2 separate regions of the Mus musculus genome follow, and region 1 is linked to region 2. A link is a contact called in public HiChIP or PLAC-seq data. All regions are on one chromosome and are shown on one strand. The core of a region is the stretch at or near the end of the contact, and the rest is flanking DNA. Distances in the headings are between cores, read along the strand shown.

Evidence for each region. HiChIP or PLAC-seq counts read pairs in DNA pulled down with a chosen protein or histone mark.
Region 1: an H3K27ac HiChIP or PLAC-seq map of thymic regulatory T cells shows a contact between it and region 2, with 2.6 times the contacts expected there. The contact joins the promoter of Snx13 here to the enhancer-like site in region 2. A contact is called at or near these places in 5 of 39 promoter capture datasets (the 3T3-L1 cell line, the C10 cell line, frontonasal cranial neural crest and 2 more), 3 of 115 datasets of contacts at active chromatin or transcription factors (bone marrow-derived macrophages, microglia and thymic regulatory T cells) and 2 of 9 other capture datasets (adipose tissue and liver).

What each region holds. Positions count from the first base shown.
Region 1 is chr12:35,044,123-35,051,886 of GRCm38.p6, forward strand. It overlaps Snx13 (sorting nexin 13), which reads left to right and starts at 3,067. Exons shown (of 26, transcript NM_001014973.2): 1 at 3,067-3,289. The coding sequence starts at 3,275.
Region 2 is chr12:34,798,198-34,805,330 of GRCm38.p6, forward strand. All of the region lies in intron 3 of Hdac9 (histone deacetylase 9), which reads right to left. Among named protein-coding and RNA genes, the nearest start is that of Gm46347, 14 kb to the left of the region's middle. Within about 2 kb of position 4,299, at least 12 of the 459 cell types and tissues checked have an H3K27ac peak or open chromatin away from gene starts, as enhancers often do. A contact at or near this core is called in second pharyngeal arch cranial neural crest and thymic regulatory T cells, where this site is marked.

The sequences.
Region 1 (7,764 bases), core at 1,817-4,316, 240 kb after region 2:
CTCAGGCTGACCCACACAGCTGTTAGCAGCAAACCCTCTGCCGTATCACGTGCTTCAAAAGAAAGCTTGTTTTGTTTTAAATTTCTTATCGGTAGTCCAGCAGCCTCCTATCTCAGACTTCCTCTAAACCAACTGGCAGGAATAGGACATCCTCAAGGTCATAGGGAATGGAGTTGTGACCCTTGCTAAATTGGGGGCTTACTTTGACTTTTAGAGTTGCTTGTGTAGGCAGTTTCTTCTCTAGCTACATAACTCAGATTCTGTAACTTTCTGCAAAAGCACATTTTGCTTTATTGCTTTAGCTAGAAAACTGATGTATATCCAACACTGCAATACTTTTGTACAACAACATTGTAAGATGGTCAAGAGAAACTAGGCCAATAATCCTGGCAAGATTGAAAACCCAAGGCCCTCCTTTGTTATAGTGAGTTCACGGCCAGTTGGAGGAACACACTGAGACTCTATGTAAAGACAAAGAGTAACAAGAAATCTAGAGATATAGTTGATGGGTAGAGCTCTATTTTAGCAGGCAACGAGGCCTAGGTTCATTCCTAGTGTCACCAGGAAAATACAAAGTCTGTCCTGACACCTGCTAGCTCTGCAGTGACTCAAAAATACAAAATAAGAGTATTCAAAATTAAGTTTTAAATATTTGAGTTTTCAACACAGAGGATTTGTTTCTAGCTTCCATTAGGGTATTTTCCTGAGGTCTCGTAGGAAATGGCTCACTATTCATGTAAGAAACATTGAACATCCACTCTGTGCCACATGCTGGTCCAGTGTTTGGGGGCATTGAGGCAGCATAGCTTGAATACATGATATTCCTGATTTCATGAAGCCTGTACTCTACTAGACGACAGAAAATAAGAAGGGAACCAGCAAGTATAAGTACTATGAGAAGGAGAACACAGCAAACAGAGAAGATGGTAGGTGAGGGGCAACACAGTAAATGTGAGCCCAGGGCAGGGTTCCTTGCTGGTACTGGTAAGAATTCTTCTGAATAGAGTCAATTGTACTAATTATTACTGTCTAGCTGTGCTAATTACTGTCACAGGACAGTGGGATGTCCAGTTATTACAGGAGCAGGGAGTGGGCCTGAGTTGTTAGAACAAACTGTGTAGTTGAAATAACTTGTGTGGGGTGTTGGAAGAGGTGTGTGTGGGCAGACAATCAGCACAGGATTTTTTTTAGGTCATACTCAAAGATTCTGGCTGGGAAATCTGATCGGAAGGACTAGGAATCTTGCTTTGTTCCCAGGCTTACAACGTTCTGAATGCTTAAGGCACACCCATGTCACAGCACAGGTTTGTGTGCAAATCCATTCTGCTTTCACAAGGGTCTCCCTTAGCTACGGATGGCCTTGAACTGGCTTTGCTTACTTATTTCTAACCTGACAGTAACCTTGTATTTCTAACTCTCCAGGCATCACAGCCCAAGTGCTGGGATCACAGGCATTTGTTGCTACACCTGACTTAAGTGGTCCTGGGGATTTAATGTTGGGCTCTGAGCATGTTCAGCTAGGGCTCCTAGTTTGTCACCTTTAAAAAAGGGAAAACATCTTATACAAAAGGAAATTGATGGAAAAAGTGGAACAGAATACCCAGGGAAGCCACCTAAATTACAGTTTTAATTCAATAGTCGGTATTTTAAACATTAATGAACCTTCTGCATTCTTATTTACAGGATGGAACAGTATCTTCTTTCAGGTTCCTTGTTGTCTCTTCTCTTGGTTTCTCTCAGTATTAACACAGTTTGCATTTTCCAATCTTGTTTCCTATTTATAGATTAATCTGCCAGTGCTTCAATTATATTTGGTTGTATTGCAGACGTTAGAATGCACTTGTTCCAGTAACAGAAAAATTATATATATATAAGTTGCCCAGTAAAAAACAAACAAAAAAACCCAACTTTGCTATAAACTCACTGAATGGAGCAGTCGGGGCTTTTCTTCAAAGTCTGTATGACATCTTAAATGAAATTTTATTTTGGGGGACAGAACAGAATAGAGATAACACAGGGTTTGTAATGCACTTGCTTTATTCACTGTGGTGAGAATGAGTACCTCCTTAAATTACATTTAGCACAATAGTACCATTGTTAAGTGCAGATTCCATCACAAAGGAAGTAACTACTGGCTTTAGTTTTCCACAATTTCTTTTATAAACTTTTTCTTCTTCTTTTTTTTTTTTCCCGGTAAGAATGAGATACAAGTGTTTTATTTTTCAAGCCCAAACACTTCTCAGTTTCACTGTAAATTGGTTTGTAACAGCAGAGGCATGAAAAGAAAACTACTTCACGGGCAATTCAGGAAGAAGCGAGTGATTTTTACTGTCATTCCTGTAGAAGTGGACCGAGATAGTTGTCACGGTATCAGCAGTTCTAGCCACAGAACTTCGGAGTTCAGTCTCATTTTATTCGTAACTACTTACAGAGACACATGCTGAAATGCGTTCACTGTGATATATAAACATATATATATATATATATTTTTTTTTTTTGAATTCCCAATAAAGCCATAGAGACTACAGCTACCGGGCAAAAGCTGCTTGATTTTTAAGACTATGAAAGAAACACTAAGCCTTCAGGCTTGAGCAGGTTCTGGCCAATCAGCAAAGCAGTAGCCCTTAACTCTGCCAGGATCGGGGTGAAGGCGATCTGCCCTGATCGCGTCTACAACCTGTCGCGCACCCAGCACAGGACTTACTGAGCGCTGGGAGCAACAGAGGCAAGTTTCGGCCGAAGTTTCGGAATGAGGCGCGGCGCGGGCGGCAGTTTCAGGTCACCGCGCTGCGGAGGGGACCGCAGCCGAGTGTCCCGAGCACTCTACGGGCTCCACAGGGTCGGGGAGACGCGAGATGCCAGTTTCTCCGCCGGCACCCAGCCTCCGCTGCGCCACCAGCCCGCAAACCCGCCACCACGGTGGCCCGGGATCCAGCCCGCAGAGGAGGTCCCGGGTCGCGCGCGGCCCAGCCCCCGCCGCCGACCCTGCGCGCGCCGGCGCCATGGAGACAGTCACAAGACGCTCGCGCCCGGCGCGCCAGCCAATGGGAGCGCACGTCGCGGGGAGACGCGGACGTCGCTCTTCCAAGATGGCGGCGCGTCCGTCGCGAGCAGCCGGGCCGGGGGGAAGCCAGCGAAGCCGAGTAAAGCCGCCGCCCGGGACAGGACTGAAGCAGCAGTTGCCGCCGTTGGCGGCGGCCCGGGCAGTTTCCGCTGCTGCTACGGCTATTGCCATGCGGCGAGGCTAGGGAGGACCTCACTCCCCCGGGGTGTAATGATGTTAACAGAGGTAAGCGGCGCCCACTGTTTACCTGAGAGGCGGGTGAGCGGCCGGCGCCAGCCCGCCCGTCACCGACGCCGCTCCCGGCGCTGGGCCCGACCGGAGCCGAGGCCCGGCCGGCCGGGCTGGCAGCCGCCGGGTTCCCACAAGTGCCACCGAGTGGGCGCGGTGCTGACTCGGCAGAGTTCCACCTCCTCCTGCCGCCGCTCCCCTTCGCCCGAGCTGTCGCTCCTTCCTGGAGTCCGCTCCGCCTGCCCCGAGGCGGTCGTGGTCCCCGCGTCCCGGTGCTGGCCCTTGTCGGTGTCCCCGGCTTGCAGGGCCCTTCCCCTCCCGGCTGGGTCGGGTCAACCTCCTGGCGGTGGCAGCCGGCCTGAGCCCTACATTGGCTGCTCCGCGAAGTGAGCCAGGTTCCTCCAGCCACACTCGCTGGCCTCGCGCCCTCCTCCCCTGCCCCCACATCCCGTCACGTTCCTTCAGTCCCTGATCCCAAAGTTCAGTTTGGCATCCACCTTCCTGACCCGCGGATGGCCCCCTTGCTTCTCTCTGTGGGAACAGTTTTTCTCATTTGACCTGAAATGGAAGTAGGGCAGCAACGACGAACCAATCAGTTTCCCCTTCCTTAGTGCCCACTGTCCAGTGCAAAAACCAGACGTTTGAAGAAGTAGAGTTTGCCTGCACTAGCAGTACTTTAGGGGGAAGAACTTAATCGGTGCAGCTAGTTTAGTGACCAGAGGTGACATAGCTGGGCGAATGGTCTATTGCAGGTGTTGGATGTCTGACGCTTGTAGATTGGATAAAATCCCAGAGGCTGCTCCCTTAAGGTTCTGTGAGGATCCTAATGTCAGGGACCGGTTTGAACATCTTTGGGAGCTGATGTGAGGGTACTAAACCACGTTGATGGTCACTGGGAAGCAGTCCTACACGGGCCAAAAAGGACATTTTGAAATGGAAACATTGGAAACAAGTGGATTTTACTGTGTGAAAAGCGATGGCACAATAGGACACACTGGGTTCTCCAAGTTTTGGGAACTCGTCTAACTAAGTGCCTTGTACCTTAGTATCTGTTTTCATCTGTGCCCAGATTCTGGCAAACACGACGTGCCTGGGAAACCCCTATTGGTTGATTGTTAACTTAGGAACTACACATTTCTAGGAGTTAGACGTTCACTTTACGTTTCCTAATTCTACATATTTCCGAAGTTACTTACATTGTCACAGACTATGGTTATACATTGTCCTTAGTTGTGGATTTAAAAAGCAAGTAGCATCCCAAGTTTATTTTACTCTGATACTTAAGTGAGCAGCTGCTCTTACATCAGTATTAGTAACTTTTCAGTGGTGTCTATAATATATTAGCATGAAATATCTTTTTGATAAAACTTATTAGAGTTTTGATCTTTTCACAGGAAACTAGTGTGCTAATACAAGGGTACTGTCTTGATTCGGATACCCAGAGAGGATTCTAAACATCTGCATTTTATAGGACTTAATGTTTCAGTGAAGCCTTTTAAACAGGTCAGAGATTGTAGTAAGCTGTCCTTATGCTGTGTGTGTACATCAGTCTTGTTAGTGGCAGAGCCAGTGTTCCAATGCTGGCAGTGCCTGTAGAGCTATTTTATCAAGCTAACTTGATTTTATTTATTTTATCAAGCTGCCGCTCCAAAGTGAGACTCAGATTAAATTGTACTTTGATCTCATCTCCGATTTTCCGTAGACATTTTATAGATAAGCAGACTGAAGCCCAGAGACTTGTCCAAGGTCAAACAGTTATTAGTGGAATAGTTGACACTAGAAATCACATCTCCTGACTCAGCTCAGAGACCAACTATTTTGCTGAGCTGCTTTTCAGCTTTCTTGACCAATTTTAAAACATCTTACTTCCTCATCTGAATATTGCCATTAGTTGAACAGAAAAGAATTCATTACTTAAGAGTTTTAGCTTGTCATTTTTTTATAAAGCCCCACCAACTCCCACTTTGAAATATTGTAGATACAAATGACTTTGTGTGTCTGCAAGTGATGCCTTACACCAGTCAGTGAGTCTTAGGACTTAGGGGATGTGATTGAATTGTTAGGTCTCAAATCTAATGTGATGCGCTTAAGAAAGGTTTTTTTACTTTTTTTATTACTCATGTTTAGCAGGCATTTCCCTGGTCAGAAGGCAGTGAGTTAGGGTAGGTGATATTGCCACTATTAGCTGTGTGACAAAACAGATTGAGAAGGTGAAAATAACTTGATTAAAAACCACAGAGTAAGAGTCACACTTAAGCCTTCTTATTTGAAGTTGTGTGGTGTGTTGTGACCTCCCACACAATGTAGGCCCCTCACCTCCCTCTCCTCTTACCCCTTCTTCCTTTTTCCTCCTTTCTCCCATCCCTGCCCTTTTTCTGTTGTTTCCACTTCTGAGATTGTCACTATGCAAGTCTGACATTGTCACTATGCTAGTCTATAAAGGAAGCAAAGTGGAGGTACACACATGATCATAATATCAACAATAATGATTCATATGAAAATACTCACTTTTGCATTTGTCAAATTACACATTAAATTGACACTTCAGGAATGAGATAACATGAGTTATTCATTAAGAGCTATTTTAAATAAGGTAAAAGGGAAAATTACTCAATTAAGCAAACTAATATCTACATTGCCCTTTGAAACCTGTTGATGATAACAGTGTGAATGAAAGTATAGGTCTAGTTAGGCAGTTCTCATTTTTAACTTTTTGGCTTCATTTTTTTTTTTTTTTACTTTTTAGTACTTTTTAGTGTGGTTGAATTATTTGGAAGATTCTCTGTTCATTTTGTGTATTTGTGTATCTTTCTATTTTCCATCATGCATGAGACAGGTACTTTTAATTTCCAGTTAAGATTTCTTCCTTTTTGTCACTGTATGACTTACTATTTTTTAATGTTTCTCCTATAACATTTGCAGAAATTTATTTGAAATATTTGACAATTATTTGCTTTATATTTTCTGGCTTTCTGCTTATGAATAGTAAACTTTACATCTCAAAATTGGGGCTTTTTTAATGTCAGAGTTTGTTTTAATTAGTGTGAATTTCCTCAGTATTAAAATATTGTTAAAAATCACTGAATTTCATTAGTAAACTTAAAATTTTCTTAATAGTTCAGAAGCTATACTGATTCAGAAGTTGTTATAATTCTGGAAATCGTTTATGACAGCTAAGTAAAAGTAACAGGAGAAGGAGGAAACTGTGCTAAGTTGTTTGTGGTAATGCAGCATAAGGCTGTTTGTGTAATCAGTTGTCAGTCATTTGCCATTTCTGTGCCTGGACAAACAATGAACTGGCAAGATGGTTCAGACCTGCAATTCTAGCATTTGAGAAGTGGGAGCAAGAGGAGCTAGGCCAGCATCTGGCTGTTAAGCCAGTCTGGGCTCCATGAGAGCCGCCTCAGAACCAGACAACAGCTGAAAGAGAGAATGAATGCAGTGAGAGGTAGAGATAGAAAGTGCCTGGACGTGTATATATGGAGCATTGAGTGAATTTTAAATAAAATAGTTAATATCTGCGTTAAAGACTTCATCCAGCTTTATTGATTTTTAGATATGAACACTGTTTTTTTTTTTTCCTTCAAGATTAACAGATATAAAACAGTTGGAAAAAGACTGGTAGGACTTTTAGCTGTCCCAGCTTGTTAAGAAATTAAAAGGCTCTGTGGCTCAGATGAGTTAGGAGGATACTTGTTCAACGAAAATGAAATCAGTTTCCTCTCTGGAGGACTGCTCATTGCTTCCTATGGGTGACTGACTCAGAAAGAAAGCAATACAGTTATAGCTTATTGCAAAGTTATGTGACCATGGAGACGTCCAGAAATGCTCATGCTTTATGTGGTGAAGCCTTGAGACTTAGTGGATGGTTGTGCATCAAGGAAAGGGCTGAGCTTCTAGGGACCCTTTAGTATATAACTGTACACATACACTTGCCTGTAAGCACTATGTAAAAAATTATGGCAGGATTTTATTGATTAGTGTATTTATGGTAGAAATACTCTTGGGATCGATTAATCCTTAAACTACACGAGCTGCTTCTTTATTTATTAATGGCATTGTAAAGGCTGCTAACCAGAACAAGAACTTTGGAGGTGCATTGGTATTCAAGGCATGTGAAGAGGTGTGAGCAGGACTTTACAAAGGGAGTGGAAGGTTTTCTTTGGAATGACCCTGACTTGCTACTGCACACTTGCCTTGTTTGGCGTGTTTAGAAGAGCTACGATGAATGGTAGTTTGTTTTCTTGTGACAGGGTCTCATGTAGCCCTCGCTGTCCTTGAATTCTGTATAGACCAGGCTGGTCTTGAACTCACAGAGATCTATCCACCTGCCTCTCCAGTGCTAGGGTTTAAAGGCATGTGCTACCACACTTGGCTGAATGTTACTGTTTTTTTAATTTAATTTTTTATTTTATTAATTTTTTTTTCTCTAGAGACAGAGTTTCCCTGTGTAGCCCTAGCTAACCTGGAAT
Region 2 (7,133 bases), core at 3,049-5,548:
ACCTTCCCTGTAAATTTCAAACCCTCAACAAAGGGCTTTGGAGGAGATAGCTACATATGTAAAATTTGACTCCTAAGGGTCTGAGCGGATAAAGTACCTGCCACCAACCCTAATGACCTCAGTTTACTCCCGGGGACTAAGAGGATCAAAGGGAAATATGGATTTGCTGTAGCATGTACATGCCCACCACACACCTACATATATACATATATAAATAAACAAATTAAATAAATAAATAAATACATAGGTAGATAGATAGATATAACTTTTTAAAGAGCTCATAAACAGCATAAAACAGAAAGGAATGTTTTCTGACAATATGACAACACTCGACTTCCGGGTCAATAGAAAAACAAGAAGATATGCATTTTTAAACCATCTTGGGTTTTAAGATTTTACATATTTTATGATTTTCAGTGCTTACCTTGCATGTATGTGTACCACCTGCATGCAGTGTCCTTAGAGGCCTGGTCACCTCTAATTGGAATTGTTGTGAGCTGTCATGTGCTTACAATCAGATCTGGGTTTGATTAATGCTCTTAACCACTGAGCCATCTCACTAGCCAACAATTTACATTTTTAATAGTTTAATCTTTCACATTAAGAAAAACAATAATCATGGAGAAAATTTTAAGGCATATTATAAGACTATGTCTACTAAACAAAAGGAATGGTAGGGTCTTTTCTGTTACATAGAGGTTTAAAAACTCTGACAGGAAAACAGAAAACAGAGAAGAAAACTCATGAAAGAGCCTGTGATATGCACAAGAGCAACGAGAATTAAAGGGGCTTTAAAGGAACAATGAACATTCCAGCATTTTATTTATCAAAGGAAGGCAAATTAAAACCACAGTGAAAAGTTCTTTTCATTAAATAAGTTGGAAACAGTCTAAGAAATACACAACGTTGTCCAAGTTCTCAAAGAAGAGAATTCGATAAGCCCATGTTGCTGCCTCCAGCAATAATCTTGGAGCACACAGTAAATAACTGAAACAAATAGAAAGAGGCCACGCAAACACAAGATATGGTGACATAATTTAGCAGTACCATTGCGTGAAGAATCTATTTACAGAGTCTGGAGAGATGGCCCGGTGTTTAAGAGCACTGGCTACTCTGAACCTCCCAGACGACCGACCCAGGTTCAATTCCCAGCACCCACACGGCAGCTCACAACCATCTGTCATTCTAGTTCCAGGTATGCACCACTCTCTTCTGGCTCTGCAGGAGCACAAGGGATACACAGACTTACACGCATGCAAACCCTCCCATATAACAGAAAACAAATAAAAAGAATTTAACAATCTACATCCGTATCCTTGTAATGACTGAATGAACATGAGTTATAAAGCACCCCGGCTTGAAGGGATCGAACACGACAAAATGATTAAAGTACACAGCATGTAAAATAGGGTAGACCTGAACACATCCTAAAAGGCAAAGGGAGGTGGGCAGCGGCCAGCTGACAAGTTATAGAATGGCCACTGCTCATTCTATAACTACAGCCTGGGTTAGGTTACAGGTATTCCATCATGGATCAGGGAGGGGCTGGTGAGTTACCATTCTCCCTGGAAGAGCTACAGGATGCTTAAGGTCACAGAGAAAGCGGATTCACAATCCTTAGCAGTAGCTGCTGGTACGATGCCCTTGCTCGATACCCCCATGGATGCTATGACCCTAAGGGGAAAAAACCCTGAAACTATGAGAGGAGTGGTGCTTTCTGGGAAGAAAGGGGGAACAGTAAGAAGAGGAAGACGATAACAGGTGACATATGATCAAAGTGTATGTACAGGTATGTGTGTGCAAGACTATGTATGCATGGGTATGTGCAGGCATGTGTGCATCTGTCTGCATGTGTGTGTGGGCATGTGGGGGGGCATGTGTGTATACAAGAGTGTGTGAGTGTATATGTGCAAGTATGCGCAGGCATATGTGTGCATTTGTGTACAGGCCTCTGTGCAGTTGTGTATGCATGTGTGTGTGTGTGGGGGGGGGTAAGACTGTAAAGGAAAGATGGTATAAATGTTCTGTCTTGAATAAAATTATAGTGAAAATGAAATTTAAAAAGGAAATGTTAGTTGGTATTTAAATTATAAGTTGATGTCAAAATCAGGGACCCAACAAAAGGTCACAGATAAGACCTAAACTAATTCATTTCACAGACTTCCCCACTTCTGAGATATGGTACTTGACCCAGCAGTTCAAAACAAACAAAGAAGAAATTTAAGCTATAATAAATACATGAAGGCCAGAACAAAAATACCTGTAAAAGCATTTCCTTTATGGACATAAAGAACTAAATCTCCTTCTAAATTAAGGCCCAGCAATCTGGGACTGACATACAGATCAGCAGCAGAAAAGTTGCCCAGCGTGAGTGAGATGCTGGAGTTTGTCCTCAGCATAGTGGGGGCCCAGGGACCTTAGTAGGTAAATTAACCGATTCACTTAAAGAACCTGAAAAATAGAAAGACTGGATTATTTTTTAAAACTCTTCCTAGCACTATATTTTTTTCTTCACTTCCCTTAACCTTCACTTCCCTTCAGTCCTCGGCCCAATAGGATCTCACTGGTTAGACACATCTAAGCCACCAGAAACAAACCAGGGGCCAGTGTGGATGCAAAGAATATTTAAACTGGCAAATATATTTCTTTAGGTATTCAACATAACCCATTATTCTCATTATTTCCATGGGATTGTCTCACCAAGTAAATTATAAAACCAACTTCAGTAAAGCTTTTTTTATGCTCCCTACAGCTTTCCTCCAATAATTCTTTCATGACAAATGAGCGTTCTGCAGAACTCACATGCATACGAGTGGATACATTCGGCATTAGGGAATTTGTAGGGATTGTGACCTGGCTATTAATTTTTCTTTTATTTCTAAAAGTGTCCATTTTGTGCTTATTGAGATCTGTCAACAACTGCCCTTTCATTTTGAGAAATTGTGACAAAATGCTGGATGAAATAAGATACAGGACAAAGCAGACTTAGTGACCGGATCAACAATGTTGAAGACAATAACTATATACAGCAGGGGGAAAACCCTTTGAGTTCCTCAAAGTATTTCTTACAAACTACTGAAGAGCTCAGATCACTTCTTAAAACTAAAGCACATGGCCCTGAGACTTCTAAGCTCTGGTGCTCAGCCCACCTTGCACACCTGAGTTGGGGTCGGAGGGATTGCAGACTGATGGGTCCCCAGTGTTCTCAGGGCATTCCAGAGCCAGGACTGCACCTCAGTACCTGGGGAAAAGGCTAAATAAAATCCAAGAGCTTTTAGTCTAGTTTTTCATTTCAGCCTAGCTTCCCTAAGCCATAGCATTCAGAACAAGACACTTGAAATTACAGGGGGACCTCAAGCCATTTACCCAATTAAATATTTGATGAGTGCTTATTAGCTTCCCTTTACAGGCACATGAAAATGTTCCTAAAGTGTTACACATGTCTTCAGTCATTGAACCCTCACGAGGACTTCTGAGGTATATGAAATAATTAGCACGCCCATTGAACAGATGATCAAAAAGGAATAGCTGTAAGAAAATTGGAGGCATGAAGTCTGGTGACACAGGGCTGGAATCTCAGCTACAGATGAGGCTAAGGCAGGAAGACTGAATTCAAAGCCACTGGATGGAATAGAGTGAGTTCAAGGCCACTCTGAACAAGTTCATGAGATGTTGGTTCAAAATAAAAAAGAGCTGGTAATTTAGCTAAAGATTAGGCAATAGGGCTTGCCTAACATGGGTTCAGTATACAGAACACACACACACACAGAGTGAGAGGGGGGAGGGAGGAAGGGAGAGAGAAAGGAAGAGAGAGGGAGAGAGAGAGGGAGGAAGAGGAGAGAGAGGGAGAGGGAGTCAGTATTAGATCTGAGAACTGAGTTTTATTTAACCCAGGTACACACTCCAGGATCAAAGTAGTACTTTCTAACCTCACAGATGCCATCCCAGGTGAGCTGAGACTACTTGTACAGTAGTTTCTGAACAGAGTCTCAGTTAATCCTACAAATGATATCTGGCATGCCATTGCACAAAACATTATATTTTTCCAGAGAAGTCAGTTAGCCCACTCCCACAGAAATGCTCATCTGAAAGGCAATTATTTCTAGCCCACAGTCTGTAAGTGTGAAATTCAGCGTGTGTTTGTTTAAATGGCCTTCCACTCAAGAGGAGGCAGTATGGCATGGCTGGGAATGGCAGGGAAGCACAAGGCATCTGTAGAACATTAGAATTTTAAATCACTTGTAATTTACCTCTGAATTAAGCCCAAGTGTGTGAACACAGGTGCACCCTGCTCTGCAAGGCAGGAAATTCTAAGTGGAGGGAAAGTCCCTTAATAGGAAAGAAATTTAAATAGTCTCATGGCTGACAGTGGTAAATATTTTGAAGAAATCTAATGAAGAAAGTAAAGAAACACGATAATCATTTTAAGGAATCCAGGAAATGTGAAATGGTGAGATGCAATAGAAAGCTGCCTACAGGTCAGGGAAAGCCTCAAGCGTCTCGTCAGGTGGCATTCTGTGAACTCCAAAGCCAGCAAGGGGGTGGGAGCTGAAGATAAGCTCCTTCAGATCTACTTGAAGGAGGCTGTGAATGTCCAGTTATGATACAATGTGGGCACACTGGCAGTGGTGGAACAGGTGTCGCGGTCTTGTCCAGCCTTCTCCTCCACACATCAGCAGCACAGGCTGGCTGGGGGAGACAGTACTGTTCTCCACACTGCATTCCTGTACAGTATTCCGAACACATGTCTACCCTAGCCTCCCTCATTACCAAAGCTCCCTAACTCTCCATTCCGCTCAACTGTAAATAAGCAGCCGCCTAGGCTGTGATCCGATCCTAGGTTGTTTTTCAACTCTATCCAGGACAATGGAAATAACTCACTGAGAGGGGAAGAACAGATATAAATGGCACTGGCTCAAGAAAGCTAGTGGCAATACATGAAAAGGTAAGAACAAAAATGAAGGCAATCTCCACAAAAAGGGCGGCTAAGTGACAGGAGTCCTCAGAGTGAGCCAAGGCTGCTTGGAAAAAAAAATGAAGGCAATCTCCACAAAGAGGGCAGCTGAGTGACAGGAGTCCTCAGAGTGAGCCAAGGCTGCTTGGCTTGACCCTATCAGGAAGAGCCCTGGGCAACTCCATGGGTCCTAGATCTCTTGGAGAAGCTACTGGGCCCATGCTGAAGATAGGCTGCCACTGGAAACCCACCGTTTCTCTAAGGCAGAGTATCCTTTAGATGCCATCAGTCATTCCTGAGTTGACTATGACAGGGAACTCCTGTAAAGTGAGAAGTCCAACCCATATCAGGCCAGCTTCAAGAATGAACACAATCTACCAAGAGCCAAGGGCTGGCTGGCTTTGAAACAGAGAAAAATGCTGTTTATCTGCAGTACTGTGTACAGGTGTATAATTGACATACAATATTAACCTCAGGGAAAAGGTCAGATAGAAGAAACAAGTCACTCCAGGCTAAAGGAAAAGTACTCTCTGCTTATAAATTTTTAAAGTTATATTCTTAAAAACATTATTATCATCAAACTCCTTGTCCACTATTGTTAGCCTGCATGAAAAATCCAGCTATGTCTCCTCTTAGCTTACAAATCCACTGTTGTTTCTCTGATTCATCTGGAACTCAAGAGATCCTATAAATAGATTAGGCCAAACTTCACAGAAAACAGCAAAAAACATTTGATCCAGTCCAAAAAGTACCAAAATATTCTATTGAGTCACAACCCCTGAATCAACACAAGCCTTCCTGTGCAAGCCACGAGCTAAGAGCAGCTTCCAGAGATGCAGGCCGAGCCCAGACTGCTGGGAAAACTTAAATCCAACATGGCTCCACATGGAGATGCCCCTCATCTATGCTTGGAAACTCAACCACTCAGAACCAGTTGGCTCAGATGTTGATCTAATTGCATAAGAGGATTTTAATTATGCTTAGAAATTCACCACAAATTACAGGTAATCACACCAAACAGAACTCAAACTTTGGTGTATTTTTAAACAAATACATTATCTCAATGCAATAAGTACATTATTTCCACCAGGCAGATAATTGTTTTCTTGTTCAATTGTATTACATGTGTGTATTCAGGTATAAAATGCTGCAAAAGGAAAATTACTGAGAAGGAAAGCAGTCATTAGTGTGACTTTATAAATGGGGCAAAATTGTCACAGAAGTGTTATTGATGTTTTTTTTTTATTACTGTGGGTGTGAAGACCCTACTTTTTTTTTATATTTTCTATTTGATTTTGAAGCATACAAAGCATTGTCTATATCTATATGTGTTGGTATTCTGTCTGGACTCCACCCCCACAGTTACCTGGCAACAGTCAGGTATGCTCCTCCCCACAGTTACCTGGCAACGGCCAGGTAAGCCTAGCACTATAAAAGGGGGCTGCTTGCCCCCTCCCCTCTTACTCCTGGTTCTCTTCCTTACCTCTTACCCCCTTGCTCCCTCTCTCCCCATTCCATTACCCCTCTCTCCATGTGGTCATGGCTGGCCTCCTCTTCTCTACTCTCTCCTTCTCTCTGCCTTTCTCTGCCTCTGCTACCCTCTTAATTCCCCTCCCCATTCCCCAAATAATCTCTATTCCATGCTATACTCGTGTGTGCCTGGTCCCTCACGGGGAAGGGATGCCTGGGCAAGGGCCCGCTGAGGCAACTCCTTCTCCCACACCCCAACAGGACATATTCTTATAGCTCTTTCTCTTTTTATGATCACAACAACATATATGTAACTATATTTAATATGACATATACATAGTGTAACAGAACTAAGAGGTCATCTAGTCAACACGTTTACCTAAATGGCCTGTACAGAAATACACACACACACACACACACACACAAATACAGAGCAAAATTTATTTCTGGCTAAAGTGCTTCACAGAAAAAAAAAAAGTTTGGGAAATGTGGAACATTAAAAATAACTTATTTTAAAATACATCAACTGGAAATAATGCTTCTAGTGATGGCATCCTGGATAGGGGATTTTATCAGTGTCTGTCTAGGCCCCAAGAGAACTCTTCGCCACTGCAGTCATCAGTTCACCCATTCAAATTAAACTTTATGACTCCTGTTCTCCAACTGGTAAGTAGTATTGGTGTCATGAATACTGTGCTAGTTTAAATAA